Regions from separate parts of the Macaca mulatta genome. Here region 2 is linked to region 1. Evidence: chromatin contacts called from public Hi-C data. All regions are on one chromosome and are shown on one strand. The core of a region is the stretch at or near the end of the contact, and the rest is flanking DNA. Distances in the headings are between cores, read along the strand shown. Region 1 holds the start of NYAP1 (neuronal tyrosine phosphorylated phosphoinositide-3-kinase adaptor 1). Region 2 holds the start of AGFG2 (ArfGAP with FG repeats 2).

What was found. Hi-C and Micro-C count contacts between places; a contact is called where the count stands out from the background.
Region 2: a contact with region 1 is called in a Hi-C map of cortical neurons, with 2.1 times the contacts expected there. The contact joins the promoter of AGFG2 here to the promoter of NYAP1 in region 1. A contact is called at or near these places in 4 of 14 Hi-C or Micro-C datasets (CD4 T cells, cortical neurons, fetal cortex germinal zone and 1 more).

The regions. Positions count from the first base shown.
Region 1 is chr3:47,678,546-47,683,803 of T2T-MMU8v2.0, reverse strand. It overlaps NYAP1 (neuronal tyrosine phosphorylated phosphoinositide-3-kinase adaptor 1), which reads right to left and starts at 3,261. Exons shown (of 7, transcript XM_077996318.1): 1 at 3,081-3,261. TSC22D4 (TSC22 domain family member 4) reads left to right here and starts at 3,568. Exons shown (of 5, transcript XM_077996365.1): 1 at 3,568-3,988; 2 at 4,424-5,258. The coding sequence starts at 4,693.
Region 2 is chr3:47,742,970-47,748,478 of T2T-MMU8v2.0, reverse strand. It overlaps AGFG2 (ArfGAP with FG repeats 2), which reads right to left and starts at 3,092. Exons shown (of 14, transcript XM_077996362.1): 1 at 2,750-3,092. The coding sequence starts at 2,970.

The DNA of each region.
Region 1 (5,258 bases), core at 2,012-4,511:
TCTACTAAAAATAGAAAACATAAGCTTGGCATGGTGGCGTGCGCCTGTAATCCTAGCTACTCGGGAGGCCAAGGCAGGAGAATCGCTTGACCTGGGAGGTGAAGGTTGCAGCGAGCTGAGATCAGACCACTGCACTCCAGTCTAGGGGACAGAGTGAGACTCTTGCCTCAGAAAAAAACAAAAAAACAAAAAACCCAAACTCCTAATGTTTTAAGAAAGTTTACAAATTTGTCCTGGGCCACAAGCTGCCGGTGCAGTTGGACAAGCTGGCTTTAGTCCATTCTTTGTTGGCAGAGGAGGGGTAGTAAAATAATACCAAAGTGCCTTGTAAATTGTAAAGGGTCCTACATATTAAAGGCTATTAAGAATGCTCCCAGGGGAGGGAGATACTAAAACACTTAAAACCCATTTCACATTTATACCTTTAGTATGATTAGTTTATACGTATAGGTCGGGAGCGGTGGCTCACGACTGTAATGCCAGCACTTCGGGAGGCTGAGGCGTGCAGATCACTTGAGGTCAGGAGTTCGAGACCAGCCTGGCCAACATGATGAGACCCCCCCATCTCTACTAAAAATACAAAAATTAGCTGGGCGTGGTGGCGGGTGCCTACAATCTTAGCTACTCGGGAGGCTGAGGCAGGAGGATTGCAACCTGGGAGGCGGAGGTTGCAGTGAGATGAGATCATGGCACTGCACTCCAGCTTGGGTGACAGAGCGAGACTTCATCTCAAATTAAATTAAATTAAATTAAGACATAAAAATTTGTATGTATTCACTCAACAAACATTTCTGCAGAGGTCAGCAATGTGCCAGGGCCTCTAGACTCAGATACCAGTGCCTGAGGCAGAGAAAGGGATTGCCCAAAGATAATTTTTTTTTTTTTTTTTTTTGAGACGGAGTCTCGCTCTGTCGCCCAGGATGGAGTGCAGTGGCTGGATCTCAGCTCACTGCAAGCTCCGCCTCCCGGGTTCACGCCATTCTCCTGCCTCAGCCTCCCGAGTAGCTGGGACTGCAGGCGCCCGCCACCTCGCCCGGCTAGTTTTTTGTATTTTTTTAGTAGAGACGGGGTTTCACCGTGTTAGCCAGGATGGTCTTGATCTCCTGACCTCGTGATCCGCCCGTCTCGGCCTCCCAAAGTGCTGGGATTACAGGCTTGAGCCACCAGGCCGGCCCCAAAGATAATTTTTGGATAGTTTGTAGCAAGTCAGCAAGAAGGAAGGAGGGCCTGGGGACGGAGGGACCAAGGCCATGTTCTGAGTGTTGCTAGAGGAGAAGAGGTTCTGTGAGGGACAGAGGGATGCAGTCTGGAGGGGTAGGGAGCAGGTGGGAGGCTGCTTCCCAGACATCACTACTTGGGAGGCTCACAGACCTGGGCTATGGCAGTCATTGTTACTATGGCTTAAGGGAGAGAAACAGGAGTGTGGATGTTTCTAACAAAGAGATAAAGAACAAATACATAACGAGGGTAGGTATTCCATTGTTTTATTTTTACCTAACCCTAAAGAGGGGTTAGAAATTTCCCTGAGGCCAGGCACCATGGCTCACGCCTGTAATGTCAGTTTTTTGGAAGGCCCAGGTGGGAGTATCATTTGAGGCCAGCCTGGGCAACATAGTAAGACCCTGTCTCTATGAAAACTAAAAAATTAGCCAGGTGTGGTGGAGTACACCTGTGGTCCCAGCTACTAGGGAGGCAGAAGCAGGAGGATCACTTGAGGCCAGGAGTTCAAGACGACCCTGGGCAACATTGCAAGACCCCCATCTCTACCAAAAAAAATTTTTTTTTAAAGAAATTTAGCCAGGCGTAGTAGTGTGTGTCTGTAGTCCCAGCTACTTGGTAGGCTGAGGCGGGAGGACCAACTGAAGCCAGGAGTTTGAGACCATACTGGGCAACATGGTGAGAGCTCCCATCTCTACAAAAATTTAAAAATTAGCTGGGTGTGGTGGCGTGCATCTAAAGTCCTAGCTACTTGGGAGGCTGAGGCAGGAGCATGGCTTGAGCCTAGGAGTTCCAGGCTGTGGTGAGCTATGATCACACCACTGCACTCCATCCTGGGCAATAGAAGAGAGAGAGCGAGAGAGAGAGAGCACCTGTCTCTAAAAAAAATGTGGGGGAGTGGTTGGGGCAAAGGGAAATAGTATAACATCCAGGATTTGGTTTCAAATAGTCCAGCAAAATACAGCTGGCTCCCACATGTCATTTCATTGAATGTCATTTCATTATAACGTTGATGATTTTTTAAAAATTAATTTTGGGTTGGGACCACCATCCGTGTGGAGTTTGCATGGTCTCCCCATGTCTGCATGGCACGTTTGAAAATTTTCATAATAATCCACTTTTTTTTTTTTTTTTTTTTTTTTTGGTGAGACATGGTCTCATTCTGTTGCCCAGGCTGGAGTGCAGTGGCACAATGTAGGCTCACTGCATCCTCAACCTCCTGGGCTCAAGAGATTCTCCTGCCTCACAGCCTCCTGAGTAGCTGGGACTACAGGTCTACATCACCACACTCAGCTTTTTTTTTTTTTTTTTTTTAAGACGGTCTCGCTCTAATCGCCAGGCTGGAGTGCAGTGGCACGATCTCTACTCACCGCAACCTCCGCCTCCCGGGTTCAAGTGATTCTCCTGCCCCCTGAGTAGCTGGGACTACAGGCGCATGCCACCACACCTGGCTAATTTTTATATTTTTAGTAGAGATGGGGTTTCACCATGTTGGCCAGGATGGTCTCAATCTCTTGACCTCGTGATCCGCCCGCCTCGGCCTCCCAAAGTGCTATTTTTTAATTTTTTGTAGAGATGGGGATCTCGCTATATTGCCCAGGCTGGTCACAAACTCCTGGGCTCAAGGGATCCTCCCACCTCAGCCTTTGAGTAGCTGGAATTATAGGTGCACATCACCATGCCCAGCCAATTTTTTTTGTTTGTTTTGTAGAGACGAGGTCTTGCTATTATATTGTCCAAACTGGTCTCAAGCAATCCTCCTTCCTTGACCTCCCAAAGTGTGGGGATTACAGGCATGAGCCACCACCGGGGTCCGGCAATAATCCACTTTTAAAAATAAGGAATGGGGGGAATAATAGTACCTTCCTCATGCAGTTGCTGTGAAAACCAAAGGAGAATGACAGCCACAGCCGCCCCGCAGCAGGGACTGGGCACTTCTGGGTGGGCATCCAGCACACCTCCCGGCCTGTGCCTTCCGTTTCTTCTGTGTGTCTCTAGGCCAATGGCAGCAACTGACTACAAGTAAGGGAATCCCTCGCCTCCCTGCAAGCTCCTCCCCTTTCTCCCCGAGCCCCGCCCTCTGCAGCCCCTGCCTGCAAGAGTGGGGCTGGGCCCGGCAGGTGTGGGGTTAAGAGAGTCTGTTTGGGGCCCCCAGGAGCAGCAGCCTAAGCAGTGGCTGCAGCAACTGCAACAGCAGCGGCTGTGGCAGGCCTGGCCCCGGGCCAGCTGGCGGGAAGCCCCAGGAGGGAGGGAGGGAGGAGGAAGGGGAGGAGGAGGGGAAGGAGGAGGAGGAGGAGGAGGAGAGGAGCAGTCAGCAGGCCCGAGGAGGCAGGACTTCCTGGTGTGGGGGTTGTCAACAGCTCAGAAGGAGAAAGACGGAGAGGCAGAGACCCAGGGGAGCGGAGGAGCGGAGACACGGACCCAGCGGGGCCACGCGGGAGGAGACTCGAGACACCCACTCGCTGGCTGCCACCGGGAGCAGCGGGGGGCTCGGCCGCCCTCTCCCACATCAGTCTCCAGACCCCTGGGGCTTCAGCGGCCGCTCCTGGGCTCCTCGGAGGAGCCGCGGGTTCCTTCTTTTCCGGAGAGCAAACTTTCCTCGGAGATGCCTCCCAGGATGAGCTGAGGCCCCCGGAGAGGACGGGGCAACCTCTGATCGCCGCCTGCGTGCCCCGCCACTCCCCCTGGCCAGAAGGCCCCAGGGAACGCACAGCCCGACCTCTTAGGCGCCGGGACCCTCAGGCTCAGATCAGTGGCTGAGGCCCCAGAGGTAGGATTCGGGGCTGGGTGGGGCGCTGGGGGTAGCCGGGCAGGGCCTGCCCCAGGGATGTGGGAGCTGGGGTGGGCTCGAGGCCCAGGAGAGGTCTCTCTGAGTGGCCGGGCCAGGCTGGGGAGCTGCTTCACCCCGGTTCTCCCAGGCCCTGGAGTCCAAGCTCTTGGGACAATACCCGCCCCCTGAGTCAGAATCTCAGATGAGAAATGCACAACTCTGGAACTCATCTGCCTCTTCCTACTCTGAGCGCCTTTTTGGATCTGGTCCCCTCTGCCCTGGTCTCTGTCATCTCTTGCCTGTCTCCGGGTCTCTGACGGTTTCCCCTTCCCCCACTCTGCTCCCCGGAGAGGAAGCCCCGGAGGTGGCCTGCCCACTGGTTTCACACACACACACAGACACACACACACACTCTCTCTCTCCCTCTTTTTCCAGTTTGCAAACTCAGCTCTGGAGTTCAGCAGCAACAGCAGCAGGAAAAACCTGCCCGTGCTCCCCCCTCCCGCCACCTCCCCTCTCCTCTTCTCCCCTCACCCAGCAGGCACCCCGGGTTCCCACCAGGCCCTCCTGCCATGTCGGACCCAGACGTCCCCAGGGGCCCGGATGCCCCCACCATGTGGCCCCCTTGTTCCAGGGGTGCCTGAGCCCCTTCAAGGAGTCCCAACCCACCCCCAACCTTGGCCCAGCCCTGAGCCCCAGGGACCATGAGCGGGGGCAAGAAGAAGAGTAGTTTCCAAATCACCAGCGTCACCACAGACTATGAGGGCCCGGGGAGCCCAGGGACTTCAGATCCGCCTACTCCACAGCCCCCCACCGGGCCCCTGCCCCGCCTGCCCAGTGGGGAGCCCAGCCCTGATCCGGGGGGCAAGGGCACCCCCCGGAATGGCTCCCCACCACCTGGGGCCCCCTCCTCCCGTTTCCGGGTGGTGAAGCTGCCCCACGGCCTGGGAGAGCCATATCGCCGTGGTCGCTGGACGTGTGTGGATGTTTATGAGCGAGACCTGGAGCCCCACAGCTTCGGCCGACTCCTGGAGGGAATTCGAGGGGCCTCAGGGGGCGCCGGGGGCAGATCTTTGGATTCCAGGTTGGAGCTGGCCAGCCTCGGCCTGGGCACCCCCACCCCACAGTCAGGCCTGTCTCAGGGCCCCACCTCCTGGCTCCGTCCACCCCCCACCTCTCCCGGACCTCAGGCCCGCTCCTTCACTGGGGGACTGGGCCAGCTGGTGGTGCCCGGCAAAGCCAAGGCAGAGACACCCCCACTGTCGGCCTC
Region 2 (5,509 bases), core at 1,843-4,342, 65 kb before region 1:
AAGATCTACAAAATAATGATAACAATGTCAGCACTTCCCACTTACTCAATTTTATCCATCAGTTTCATCCTTCCGCGTCTCTTTAGTTCTCTTCAGACTAATGAGATTTCCCTTTTCATAGCAGGATCTTCAGGAATCAGCTCTTTCTCTTTCTACTTTACCCTATACATACTCTTTTTTTTTTTTTTTTTTTTTTTTTGAGACAGAGTCTCGCTCCATCACCCAGGCTGGAGAATACAGTGGCACGATCTCGGCTCACTGCAACCTCCGCCTCTTGGGTTCAAGCAATTCTCCTGCCTCAGCCTCCTGAGTACCTGGAATTACAGGCGCCTGCCACCATGCCTGGCTAATTTTTGTATTTTTAGTAGAGATGAGGTTTCGCCATGCTGGCCAGGCTGGTCTCAAAACTCCTGACCTCAGGTGATCTGCTCACCTTGGCCTCCTAAAGTGTTGGGATTACAGGCGTGAGCCACCGAGCCCGACCCCTATACATATTCCTAAACGTTGCTCAATCTGTCCCCAGAGTTCTTCACCCACTTCCGAGTCTCTATCCTCTTGCTTCATTTGAGTCTATCTCAGTTTATGACACATTACTGTTTGGGTTCTCAATCATTATCCCAAGAGCCACGATGGCTTTTACTTAGACCAAAGTCGAATTCATCCTTACAACCCACAAGTGAGGTTGATCAGAACCCAGAGAGGTTTAGCAAAGGAGGTTAAAATGAAGTAAATAATTCCAAACTGCATCTTGGGAGAACTAAATCCTCATTGCTGGTCTGCCATGATCATCACTAATATCAAACAACAAGTGTTGGAAACAGCAACCCCCATATGGCATTGGGTAAGTTACAAAACCTCTCTTTGCTTCTGTTCTCCCATCTGTCTTGCAAGAACAATACTTCTTGCTCCCTGGCTCCTAAAGGTATCAAGATAGGGAATGGTTTTTTTGTTTGTTTGTTTTTGAGACAGTGTCTTGCTCTGTCAACAAGGCTGAAGTACAGTGGCATGATCTTGGCTCACTGCAACCTCCACCTCCCGAGTTCAAGTGATTCTCCTGCCTCAGCCTCTCAAGTAGCTGGGACTACAGGTGCACACCACCACGTCCAGCTAATTTTTGTATTTTTAGTAGAGATGGGGTTTCACCATGTTGGCCAGGATGGTCTCGATCTCTTGACCTCATGATCTGCCTGCCTTGGCCTCCCAAAGTTCTGGGATTACAGGAGTGAGCCACAGCGCCCGGCCGGAAAGCATTTTTAAAAAAACGAAACAAAAACAACAGTCTTAAAATAAGACTAAAAAATTGTCAAAATAAATCCCTTGACAAACTTATTAAAAAAAAACACAGAGATCCAGGCCTGATATCAGGTGTTAATCATGCATCTAACCAAATAATATCTTTCTTTTTTTCTTTTTTTTGACACGGAATCTCGCTCTGTCGCCCAGGCTGGAGTGCAGTGGCCTGATCTTGGCTCACTGCAAGCTCCACCTCCCGGGTTTACGCCATTCTCCTGCCTCAGCCTCCAGAGTAGCTGGGACTACAGGCGCCCGCCACCACGCCCGGCTAGTTTTTTTGTATTTTTTAGTAGAGACGGGGTTTCACCGTGTTAGCCAGGATAGTCTCGATCTCCTGACCTCGTGATCCGCCCGTCTCGGCCTCCCAAAGTGCTGGGATTACAGGCTTGAGCCACCGCGCCCGGCCACCAAATAATATCTTAATTTGGGGGTAGGAGGAGTGCCGAGGGGGGTGGAGGGGGACTTACTATATAGCCAGAAAACTAGGCTAGAACTGTGGCTGTAAATTCACTCTGGCGTGACCGAACAGTACCAATGCCAAGTGTAGCACTCAGATGATGCACCAAAGCCCCCCCAAAATCTAGAAAGAGTTTCCTGGATGCTACCACCAGGATCCAGCCATGGCAACAGGGAGCTTAAAGGTGTAAATGATTAACCTTCAGGATGGCTCACCTAGATGTGCAAACGTTTGAAAAAGCTAAGCTCTCTACCAGGGTAACCCATTGGCTCTCATCTCTTAGATTTCATAAGAGTTTTACCTTCTGGGTAACATTTCAAAGCCCTGCTAAGATTAGTATCTACACCTGAACTCTAAACCATGGCTCCCTTCCAGCTACTATCTCTAGGCTGTCAATCTGGGTTAATTCGCCTATTAAAAAAATTTTTTTTATTTTAAAATCCTGTACTCTAATCATAGGAATTTCAACCAAGTTTCAGCTGGCTTCCGCATCTCACACTCCAGCAGGGACACAAGCCCGAAGGAAGAAAGGTGCTCGTCCATCTCCAGGACGGCTTTCCCCACCTTTTTCCTTTTTGCTTTCCACCTGCATGAAGTTCCCTCTAAAGGTGCATGTCATTTTCTGGCCCTTTAAGTCCCGACACCCCATCCCACCCCGAGTTCCCTTCCATCCTCCGCACTTTCTCCCTCCCCACTTACAGTTTGCCTCGCCTCCCTCGGGGACTTTCTCGGTCCCTCTCCGGGCGTCCTTCTGCACCCCCACCCTTCTCTCTGCAGCGCGACTCCGGCCTTGCTTCCTCTCCCCTGCCCTTTCCCCTCCCCACGACACCGCTGCAGCAGACGACCCCGTCCCAACAGCCGGCGCGTTCCCTGACCTCCCCGCCGCCCCTCACCTCGGCCTCTTTCTCTCGCGCCCCGGAGCCCCGGCCTCCCCACCCCGTCCTCGGGTCCCCGGGGTCCCCCCCCGCCGACCTCGGCCACTCCCTCCCGGTCACTCACAGGAGGCCGGAGCAGGTGGTGCACACGAAGCTGCCCACGGTGATATCCACGTAGGTGACCCCGCGCTGGGCGCACTCGAAGCAGTGGCGATTCCCGGCCTGGCTGCAGCCACCCAGCTCCCGCACCCGACGGCACCACACCTCCGAGGCCGCCTCCGCCTCCGCCTTGCCCCCGCTGACCCCGCCGCCCGGGCCCGGGCCCTTCTTCGCCGCCATCACCATCGCTGCCCACTCCCTCCCCGCTAGTCAGCAATCACCCCTTCAACCACTGCCGCCTTCCCGCCTCCTCAGCCGCCTCCGCACGCCCAGCTCCCCTGACAGAAGCTCGGGAGCGGGCGGTGTCCGCAGGAGACTCCGCCGCCCCCCACCCTCCTTGCCCGTCCTGCACGCTAATTGGCTAGGTTTCTCCCACCTCCTTATTCCGATTGGCCCGCCCTGGGACAGCCTCCCGTTGCTGGAGCCGCCAATGCCACGCCCCACCGCCTTCAGCCCCTAGGCCTCTCCTATTGGCCGGCAGAGACCCCGGCAGCGAGAACTGTGCGTGCCCTCTCCTTGTCCCCGCCCCCTCTCGCCACTGCCTCCACCACGGCCCGCCTCCTAGTTCCGATTGGTGAGTCCTCGGCACTCGTTCTCTGACGCTAACTCTGATTGGCTGGCAGGGCTGCAAAGTTAGCGCGCGAGACAGAGGAGGTGCCCCGCGCGTGCGTAGCTGTGGGCCTCCCGACTGATGACGTTAATTCCCGGCAAATTTCAAAGGCTTATTCTAGACTCTAGAGTGTCATGCAAAGCCGAAGAGAAGTGGCCATGTGAGGGGCTGAGCAGGAGGGGGAAAGAAGAGAGCGCTTAAGGGAGAGAGGGAGAGGGAGCAAGAATGCTTTACTAGACCAGTGCTCTAATTCCTGAGCCACGGAGCTAAGGGAGTGCTTTATAACTGTCATTTCATTCGCTCCGCCTATCACAGAGATGGAATCCCCATTTTACACCCTTAGGTTGGACAACTTGCGGCAGATCACACGAGTATGTGGCCCAGGATTCCATTCTGGGTCTTCCAACTTTAGAAACCCTGCCTTTAACCCTCCTAGTAGGTGGACTAGTATTCGATTATTCATTTAACAAACACTGAGTGTCTGCTAGGTTTCAGGCACGTTCTAGACACTGGGAATAGAATATGGCAGCGAAGCAATCAAACAAAATATTCTTGTAGAGCTTACATTCTAGTAGGGGGAAGCAAACAATACACAAATTAAAGAATCACCAGTTAGTGATAAATCCTATGCAGAGAATTAAAATCAGGTCTTGGAAAAGACTTTTTGGGTACTTTTAAAATTTTTAAATTTAACTTTATCTTTCTGAGATGGAGTCTCACTCTATTGCCCAGGCTGGAGTTCAGTGGCATGATCTCGGCTCACTGCAACCTCTGCCTCCTGGGTTTAAGCAATTCTCATGCCTCAGTCTCCCGAGTAGCTGAGATTACAGGCAGCTGCCACCACCCCCGGATACTTTTTGTATTATTATTATTATTGTTATTTTTTCTTTTTTGAGGTGGAGTCTCACCCTGTCGCCCAGGCTGGAGTGCAGTGGCACGATCTCGGCTCACTGCAAGCTTTGCCTCCAGGGTTCACGCCATTCTCCTGCCTCAGCCTCCCAAGTAGCTGGGACTACAGGCACCTGCCACCACACCCGGCTAATTTTTTTGTATTTTTAGTAGAGACGGAGTTTCACCGTGTTAGCCAGGATGGTCTCGATCTCCTGACCTCGTGATCTGCCCGTCTCAGTCTCCCAAAGTGCTGGGATTATAAGCATGAGCCACCGCGCACAGCCAGTTTTTGTATTTTTAGTAGAGACAGGGTTTCACCATGTTGGCCAAGGTGGTCTCAAACTCCTGGCCTCAAGTGAGCCTCCCACCTTGGCCTCCCAAAGTGCTGGGATTACAGGCATGAGCCACAATGCCTGGTGACTTGTTGGGTACTTTAGATTGGGTTGGTCACTGTCATGCACGTCCGTCCGTGTGAAGAGACCACCAAACAGGCTTTGTGTGAGCAATAAAGCTTTTAATCACCTGGGTGCAGGCAGGCTGAGTCCGAAAAGAGAGTCAGCGAAGGGAGATAAGGGTGGGGCCGTTTTATAGGATTTGGGTAGGTAAAGGAAAATTACAGTCAAAGGGGGGTTGTTCTCTGGCGGGCAGGAGTGGGAGTCACAAGGTGCTCAATGGGGGAGCTTTTTGAGCCAGGATGAGCTAGGAAAAGGACTTTCACAAGGTAATGTCATCACTTAAGGCAAGGACCAGCCATTTTCACTTCTTTTGTGGTGGAATGTCATCGGTTAAGGCAGGGCAGGACATTTTCACTTCTTTGTGATTCTTCGGTTACTTCAGGCCATCTGGGCATATACGTGCAAGTCACAGGGGATGCGATGGCTTGACTTGGGCTCAGAGGCCTGACAGTCACCATTTTTAAAACAATGACTTTTTTTTTGAGACAGGGTCTCGCTTTATCGCCCAGGATGGAGTGCAGTGACACAATCATGGCTCACTGCAGCCTCAACCTTCTGGACTCAAGTGGATCCTCCCACCTCAGCCTCCCAAGTAGCTGGGACTACAGCTGTGTGCCACCATGCCTGGCGAATTTTTCAAAATTTTTTGTAGAGACTGGGTCTCACTATATTGCCCAGGCTGGTCTGGACCTCCTGGGCTCAAGTGATCCACTCACCTCAGCCTCCACCTCCCAGGTTCAAGCGATTCTCCTGCCTCAGCCTCCCAAGT